Regions from separate parts of the Mus musculus genome. Here region 1 is linked to region 2. Evidence: chromatin contacts called from public promoter capture Hi-C data. All regions are on one chromosome and are shown on one strand. Each heading gives the region's core, a stretch centred on a gene start, on an enhancer-like site or on the middle of the called end of the contact. The rest is flanking DNA. Distances are from core to core; before and after follow the strand shown. Region 1 overlaps Gm34649 (a long non-coding RNA gene). Region 2 holds the start of Abi2 (abl-interactor 2).

Region 1 (4,213 bases), core at 983-3,482, 530 kb after region 2:
ATAACAGCCCCAGCATGACAAGGTATCTCCACGGGTAGGATACCTTGGTATTCCTAACTCAATGCTAACCAACCACTGTCTCATTGAACATAAGGCCCATTTAAGAGGAGTGAAATTATTCCTGGTACTGGAAATCTACCTTTTTCAGGGCTAGTAAGATTATGGATCTTAGAGGAGAAGCTTATATTGCCACTTCACTAAACCAGCATACTTTTTAAGCACATTCTAGATGCTTATCCTTGTATCCCATAGATAACTGCAGGTTTCACTCCTCATCCACAGCTAACCAAAATAAGAGAAGAACTAGTTGTGGGGTGTCCAGCCCCAATCTATGGCACAACTCTGGCACTGGAGACTCAGAGACCATCAAGCGGGGGCGGGGGGGGGGGGAAGGGTTGGGGAGCTGGGGGTTTGGGAAAGAACATTTGTAAGAACTAGATAGCCAAGAAATCTGCTCTGACATCTTATCTCCTAGAAATGATAGGCAAGCTTTACCCATGCTACCCCAACAATATGGCTGTCTAAGTAAGACCCAAACAAGTCCAACAGCAATAGACATGCTAATGTGGAAGGGAAAAAAAAAACCAATCTCATACGGCCTAGACAAAAAGTTACAGAGAACTAAGGAATGTTGCAAGCAAGAGAAATACCCTTCCCTAGGGATGAGCCTCCTAACTGGTTATCCAAAAGCAAGTGGTCACCCCTGAAATTATAGACATACAAGTAACACTAAGTGGTCTCAACAGGTTGTATTTATAAATTTGTACACACGTACACACACACACACACACACACACACACACACACACGCGCACACATACATACACACACGGACATACATGAGCACATGCACGTACACACACTTACCAATTAAAGAAAAGGAGGTCCTGAATTTGAGAAGGAGTAAGTGGGGAGGAGCACAGAGGAGGTAGATTGAGGAAAGGGAGGGGGAGAAATGATGTAACCATATTTTAATTTCAAGAAATAAAAAAAAAAAAAATAAACCTCCAGAGTCTTCAGGGATGTTGGGATAATAATTACAAACATTTAATTCTCAGTATGCATCAATACTATCTTAAAGACTTAAAATTGAACTATTTCATTGTCATAAGGCCATTATGAGGCAGAACCATTATTGCATTCACTTGTAAGATAAGAAACTTGAGGCACAGTGTGGGAAATGTATCCGTTGTCAACTCACCTAAGAAGAAGGAGGGGGATGGCTTCACACTGCAGGTAATTCTGGAGGTGTTGGGATAAGCAGGTTGGGCAAGACAAAGGTATGAAAATGTTTTCTTCTTTGCTGTGGGGTTGAGAAAGAGGGTCAGGCATTCCACTGACAGCTACAGCCTCAGTTATTCTGTGGATGTTCAGAGGACTAGAAACACTTCAGAGGCAAGACAGTTTAATGCTAAGTGTGCTAACAGCCTGTGGAATAGTGGTCCCAGGTGTTTTCATCCATGCTTCTCACTTAGAAAACCTTGGGGCCATAGTTTTTCTTTTTCTCATTGCTTCCTTGGAAAAGCAGAGACAATAGTTTCTTGTTAGTCACTTAGTGTCTGCCACTCAGCCCTTTGCATTTGTCTATGAGTAGGGAATTTTTAAAAAAGGACTTTGTGCTTTATTTAGTCGTTGTGTTTAACAATTACTGTTGTGTAACCAACAAAAATCAAATGCCGCTAGGATTTGAAACAGCAAGGAAGCATTCCCATGAGGCATCAGGACTGATATTCAGATAAACTCCAGCATCACAGCTCTGCCTATGAAACCATATACCTTCCCTATATTCTTGCTTTACATCCCAAATTCCAAACTGCATTTACTATTTAAGAGAAAGCAAAAGAACAGGATTTGTAGGTGGGTGGTGAGTTAGTATTTTGAAGCAGTGACTGCCAGTGATCTGAAATGTGCAATCACGTTTTCTGGTCAGTGGAGATGTGGACACCATTGTTTGAAGCGTTTTCTAGCAGAGGGAGGGGGCAGAGAGCTTGCTCTGAGCAGCTGGAGTGTATTCTCTGTATTCATCCCAAGCGACCATTAGGAGGTGTTTAATATTTAGCTGTTTCTCACTATAATACATCCTCTTCCAAATTATCAACAGGGAGAGGTTGAAGCATATTTTTAGCAACATGAAGTGCAATGTGGAAAATCATGAGGACCCGGTGCGGCTGAAAGTCTGTTTCCAATTGGCTAACACCAGAGCATGCCTAGTCATAGCACAGCTGAGCAGAGCCCATGTCTCCCTTTGAAACACAGTGTCCCAGATTTCACAGTCATCCCGGGGCTTCCAAACCATTAACGCCTTCACAGGCATTGTAAAAGCACACACAGCAGCCTTCTGCCTTTAGGGTTAGTTCTCTGGTGATAGGATTACACTCCATAAAGCTTGATCGTTGGAGTCATACAAGGTAAAAGAGCTGGTACACTTTCAGTTCACACCCTGCTGATTCTAATAGTTTTCTGTCTTTATGAATTCAAACTAGCAGAATAAAATGAAGGATGGGAGTCATTCTAGCATTTCAGTAAGTATGCTGGTCATTCGGCAAGCCGACCAACATTATTGAAAGAGGCTCCTGAATGTGATGCACTGTTTCAGGTGCTCCAGTGTCATGTAACGTGCGCAGAATACTATTTAGCGAATGATCTTTGGGATTGGGTTCGCACACAATGTAAAGCAAATTCCAGGTAGAGTTGCTCAGTCTGCCACAAAGGACAACCTTGTGATACTGGAGCTTATTTTGTTATGAGTCCTGATACCTGATGAGAACGTTCCCTCGATGCTTCAAATCCTAGCAATACTTTACACATAGTTTTGTTGATTATGGTATATATGATGCCAATACTACGGAATAGGTCTAGTTCTGAGACAGATTATATATTTAGCAATAGTCTTCATTTTAGTAACCAGCTTCAGATTTTAATTTATGACTGTAAGCTTTATTCTGCTGGGCTAGTGGAAAGAAACCTTAATCTCAGTCCTTTCGGGGTTTCCCCAGGTCTCCAGGACTGTGTCATACTTCTGGGTCTTGTGCAATATTCAGACGCTGGGGTCAGGGGCTGTCATGTCTTCCCACACCTGTCCACTTGCATATCTGTCTTCCTTATCCTTCAAAGATGGTGACTCTTATCCTCTGCCACCATACTTGACTTGGGCAAGGGAGGGGGATGGAGAGGACTGTGTCTGCTCTTGTTTGCCCATGTGTGTCTTTTCTCCAGCTCCCGTTCCTCTCTTCATTCCTTCTAGACAGCACTGCTAGGGACTGAAGCATAGGTCCTTTCTGTTCCTTGACTGACCTCTCTTTATTCCTGACCCCCAAGGGAAGCTGTTTAAAGGAAGAGGAAGTCGTTCTCATTTCGGGCCCTTCAAAGGACTTCCCTAATCTTGAGGGCTTTGGTAGACACAAGGTGAAAAAGACTAATGGGGTAGTTCTACCCCTTTCTCTCACTTTTTCTTCCTCTGAGGCATGGAAGGGCAGGGAAGTTGGGAGACCACCTTCCCTGGAGAGATGGAAAGGGAAAATGGTTGGAAGATAAAGCTATATGTTTATCAAAATATTGCTCCCTAAACCCACATGGATGCAAATATGTGTGCTCATCAAAAGCCAGCCAGCAAGGTGTGGGAGCAAAGAGGTCAGCAGAAAAGCAGAGCCCAGCTCCTATGCAATGGAGAAGGTCCCTTTTGGGTCTGTACAGAGATATGAGCTCTCAGTGGGCTCTTTAAAATTAGGTAGCATTCTGGCAGTTAGTGCCTAGAAATGATTGGTTATGGTAGAATAGCCCAGCAATCAGGGAGAACTGATCAAATGACTTGTGGAAGACTTGAAATAAAGTGTAACTCTGAGTGTATGTATGTATGTATGTATGTATGTATGTATGTATGTGTGTGTGTGTGTGTGTGTGTGTGTGTGTGTGTGTGTGTGAAAGCAGAAAGAAAGGCAAAACTTTCTCTGAAGTAATTATTTCCTTTCAAAATTTTAGACAAATCATGTAGTCTACTGTAAGAATGGAAGTTATCTCTATTTTGGTTATATTCCAGAGCCTTCCTATACTGTAGACATATTTAACAATTCTGTTAATTTTAAAAGGACAGGCTGAAAAAAATACTCTCATTAGTGTTAATACAGTAATACTGAAGTGGCTTCAAAGACCAAACTCATTGTTAACATAACTCTCCTCTGTTTTTGGAAACTGAAGATGTCATCTAAGGACTTAG
Region 2 (4,486 bases), core at 596-3,095:
GTAAAACTACAAAAACATGATGAAACTCTTTCCACGCTGGAACATGGAATTTGAGGTAGCCTAAAGTCTGTGTTTCCTGGCCAAAGTCACTCAAATGGCTCCAGAATAAACCCTCCCCTATTTCCTTTAAGATGAAAACTACAATTTTTACATTAACAAACTTTTAAAAACATTTTCTTGTTTATGTGTGTGTTTCTATCTGAGTGTATGGCACATGAGTGCAGGTACCAGTGAATGACAAGTCAGGGTGTTGTATCTCCTGCAGTGATTGTGAACAGCATGACACGGATGTTGGGAGCCAAACTCTGATCCGCTGGAAGAACAGTGTGTGCTCTCACGGCTGAACCATCTCTCCAGACCCATCAACACAGTTTTTTGATTTACTGGTTTGTATAAGAGTCTGATCTGATGTTTGTTTTCTTCACCTGTTTGTACCTCATTTCCTGAAACAAGTGCATGTGTCTATACATAACTATCCCCCTCCACACACTTTAGGCTTCTCTTCTTTTTCCACACATAGTTAAACTCAGCTACAAACCCCAGCTCTCCCTTTTGTTTTTAACAAGCTTCTCACACTTAGAACATTCACACTAAGACAGGTGTTTAAAGTGCTGAACAATAGATCCAGGTGGACCACATCATCATTTAAAAATACTGTTTTAGGCTCTGCGGCAAAAGCTCACGCATATTGGTAATGTATTTATCATAAAGCCAACGTAACAACACAGGGTTTACTCCACAAATATGTGAGCGAGTGCATTTGATTTTTTTCTAGGAATGTATAATCGTTCCCTCATCATCTGAAATTTGATCACAGGAGGCCAAGTGACAGCAAGAGCAATAAAAGTTGAAACCACAAATCCTAAACTCTAAACCCCTCTAAGATGGTGGGTGCCCTTTGGGTTTCCACAGAACTAACAAAGATTGTGGTCTTGATATCACAGAAGGTGTCAGTTTTATTTATTTTTTTCAAGTTTCACGGTGTGGGCCAATCATATTTATGAAAAAAGATTAGATATCTGGATAACAAGACCAGGATGAACGTCCTTGAATTTGTAGTACTTAATCTGAAAAAAACGCACGTTTGTCATTGTTCGTTTAATCTTATTCATGCTACAACCATGTGAATAAATAAAATAGTACCAGCAAAACCACCATCGAAATTTTAAAAAAAGTGAAGTGAGGAGGAGGCCCAGGCTGGGCAACCACAGCATGTGGCTGTAATTCCAGTCAGCCCGGTCTATACAGGAGACCATGCCAAGAAGAAAGAGAGGACAGGACAGGGGACGGAAGGGAGTGAATGAATGAATGAATGAATGAACGAACGAATAGGTTTGGGACTAGGTAACTGCAATTTGTAAAGAAGCCGATGAGGTTCAAGGTGGTATTTAGAGCTGCCTGGAAGTTCAGTGGCTCTGCCTGTTCGGATGAGGTGTTATCTTTCACAGAGCTTGTGAAGACACTGTGTCCTCTCCCTAGGCGAGCTTCCTCAGGCAGATGACCTCCGCAGGGTTCCGGCCCCGGGTGAAGTGCAGAGGTGAAGATGGGGGGCGGCGGCGTGAAGCAGCAGGGAGCAGAGGTGCATTCCCGCCCGGCTAACAAAGGCTGCTGAGGACTCCCAGACCCAGGAAGGCCGCGCGGGGCCGAAGGGTTAACCCAGAGCCCCGCTCCCGCGCGCATCCCGGCCCCCGCCCTCCCGTCGCTAGGAGACGCCGGAAGTGGGGGAGGGGCGGCGCGGGTGGGAATCTTTTTCGGGCGCTGGGGGCGGGTGGAGGGGAGCGCGCGTGCGCGCGCCCGTCGCCGCGGTGACCGTCCTCGCGGCCCGTCGGCTCGCGCCCCGCCTCCATTCCCCTCCGCCCCCTCCCTCGTCGCGCGCCGTAGGGTGTGTGTGGGGGGGTAGCCGCTCGCTCCTCCCGATTCCCGCCGCGTCCGCCGCTGCTCCTCCTCTCCCGGGCGTCGCGGCCGCTGCCTCTGCGGGCTGTATGAGGAGGAGTAGGAGGAGGAGGAGGAGGAAGAGAAGGATGTGAAGATGGCGGAGCTGCAGATGCTGCTGGAAGAGGAAATCCCGGGGGGCCGCCGGGCTCTCTTCGACAGCTACACGAATCTGGAGCGGGTGGCCGACTACTGCGAGAATAACTACATCCAGGTGCGATGCGACGCGGCCCCTCGCGCGGCTCGGCGCGGCAGGACGCGGGCTGTGAGGGGCGCGCGGGGCGATGGCGAGCGGGGGAGGCCGCGCGGTGCTCGGTCCAGGGAGCCGCGCCGGGGTAGGGACAGGGCGAGGGCGGCGGCTGCAGGGAGCGAGGGTCGCCACCAGGCCCCAGCAGCCCCGTGCGAGTGACCGGTGCGGTGCCGTGCGGTGCGTGGCGTCCCGCCCCCTCGCCTCTGCCCCGTCGCCCCCGCAGTCCTCTCCTGTCAGTGTTCCGGATGGCGGGGGAGGTGGCGAGTGGCGTTTTCTGTCTAACGGGATCTTGCTCGATGGCAGGCTTGTGTGACAGAGGGATAGGTTACCCCCTGCCCAAATTCCGAGGGACCCCCTTTTTATTAAGGGGTCCTTTTTCTGCAAAGTGAAATGCCTCACTTCTCCATTCCTGCGAATGTACCCTGAAGACAAAACAAAAATTCTTAACCCTTAAGTTTAAACATTTTTAAAATGTAAAAGGGGCATGGTGGAACGGCTGTCTCTTATTGCAAGTTAATACCATTTTTTTTTTCTCCTCCCTGTGGAGAATGGGAAACTGATAATGAGCTGCCTTTCCTTCTCAGGTCTCGTTAGAATAGGTAATTTTCCTTTGGGGAAAAAAGAACTATGACTATTTTCACAAAGAATTAGGGAAACGAACCACATGGTTTAGTTTTTTTCCCATGATGATTGGTTTGGCCCAGGGACTTCAGTGTATGTGTGTGTAGGAAGGTGAGAAGTGTGTGTGGGGCGGGGCATTGGTGAGATGAGAACCAGCTGGTCATGGGATAAATGTAAAAATTTTGTGAAGCAACACTTTAAAAATTAACTCATGGTATGCAAATCCAGTATCTCTTGTTTTCCGTAGGGCTTATACTGAATTACAGGTTGTGTCTACATTTTTTTTACTCCCGTTTAAATTCTTTGGATAAAATGGAATGGAAGCGTGATGCTTAAACTGTTAGCTGTATTTTAATGTTCTTGTCCCTACTCCCGTCCCTGCAGATATCCTTAACAGCAGTTGTATTGAAAACATTCTCAAATCTGAGTATGAATTGGAAAAAAAAAAAAAACCCCAAAAAACCAAAACAAAAAAACCCAGATGCTGCAATTTATAGGATCTTAAGTTTTTTGAGGACCACATTGTTAGTCAAAGACAATGTGCTTAGATTTTATTTGGTTATACACACACTGAACTCTACTATTATGTTGTAAACATTTGTATTGAGAATGAATCAGACATAATTGAATCTTCTCCCCTAAAAAGAAGTGGTGGAAAGTGTGTGTTCAGTAGGAAGAGTGTGTGTGTCTTTGGTCAAAGATTGATCAAAATTCCCCACAAATGTCTGTCAGATACTTTACAAATACAGAGCTATGTAGGAAGCATTCAAAGGTTTTACTGCAGGCTGGAGAGATGGCTCAATGGTTTAGAGCACTGACTGCTCTTCCAGAGGTCCTGAGTTAAGTTTCCAGCAACCACATGGTGGCTCACAACCATCTGTAATGGGATCTGATGCCCTCTTCTGGTGTGTCTGAAGACAGCTACAGTGTACTCATATACATAAAATACATCTTAATCAAAACAAAACAAAGATTTTTATTGCTTATCCTGAACTCTTCTGGGGTTTATAATATAGTTCAAGAGACCGATCTGTGAGCAAATTAAATAGCAATACCATGTACCATCAGCCCTTCTTGTGGGAGGAGGAAATAGTCTTCCTTCTTCTTGTCATTCCCAAACAGTGTAACAACTACTTAACGTGCCATGTACATTTTATTATATAGTATAAATAATGTACAGATTTGAACTCTAGGGGAGGATGTGTGATAGATTGAATGTAAATTTTATGCCATTTTATGTAAAGGACTTCAGTATCCAAGGATGGGGTTGGAGTGGGGATTGGGGTGGGGTGGGAGTGTGTCCTAGAACTAATTCCTATTGGATACTGTGCGACGAGCTAAGTATAGTTAATTTATACTTTGTAGGGAATTGTGGGTAGAAAGGTGATGCTTATTTTCAGGGCGTCACAGCTGCTTGGAGAGGCAAAACCTAAAAGACCCAAAGTGCTAATTGTGTTCCCTTGTGTAACATAGTATGGGAAAGTCTTATCTGTCAGAAGAGAAATTGGGGAGTGGAAAAGTGATTAGATTGCAATTGCAGCCAGCTAATAAGAAAAAGGTTTTTGAAAGATGAATGTTACCATAATTTGAGATTATAATTGCCACATAAAGGGAAAGTACATGAATTGATAAAGTGGAGAGGTGAAAGAGATCACATTGTCTTAAAATTTATAATTCTAGCCT

Evidence for each region. Promoter capture Hi-C pulls out the DNA fragments that hold promoters and counts their contacts.
Region 1: a promoter capture Hi-C map of hippocampal neurons shows a contact between it and region 2, with 5 times the contacts expected there. The contact joins the enhancer-like site here to the promoter of Abi2 in region 2. A contact is called at or near these places in 9 of 39 promoter capture datasets (the 3T3-L1 cell line, 3T3-L1-derived adipocytes, the C10 cell line and 5 more), 2 of 484 Hi-C or Micro-C datasets (the N1E-115 cell line and bone marrow-derived macrophages), 7 of 115 datasets of contacts at active chromatin or transcription factors (the 230-238 cell line, bone marrow-derived macrophages, embryonic stem cells and 2 more) and 2 of 9 other capture datasets (adipose tissue and liver).

What each region holds. Positions count from the first base shown.
Region 1 is chr1:60,934,174-60,938,386 of GRCm38.p6, forward strand. Gm34649 (a long non-coding RNA gene) reads left to right here. Exons shown (of 11, transcript XR_865468.2): 9 at 1-22. Among named protein-coding and RNA genes, the nearest start is that of Gm34649, 15 kb to the left of the region's middle. Within about 2 kb of position 2,233, at least 55 of the 459 cell types and tissues checked have an H3K27ac peak or open chromatin away from gene starts, as enhancers often do. A contact at or near this core is called in adipose tissue, bone marrow-derived macrophages and hippocampal neurons, where this site is marked.
Region 2 is chr1:60,407,774-60,412,259 of GRCm38.p6, forward strand. Abi2 (abl-interactor 2) reads left to right here and starts at 1,846. Exons shown (of 12, transcript NM_001198570.1): 1 at 1,846-2,146. The coding sequence starts at 2,030.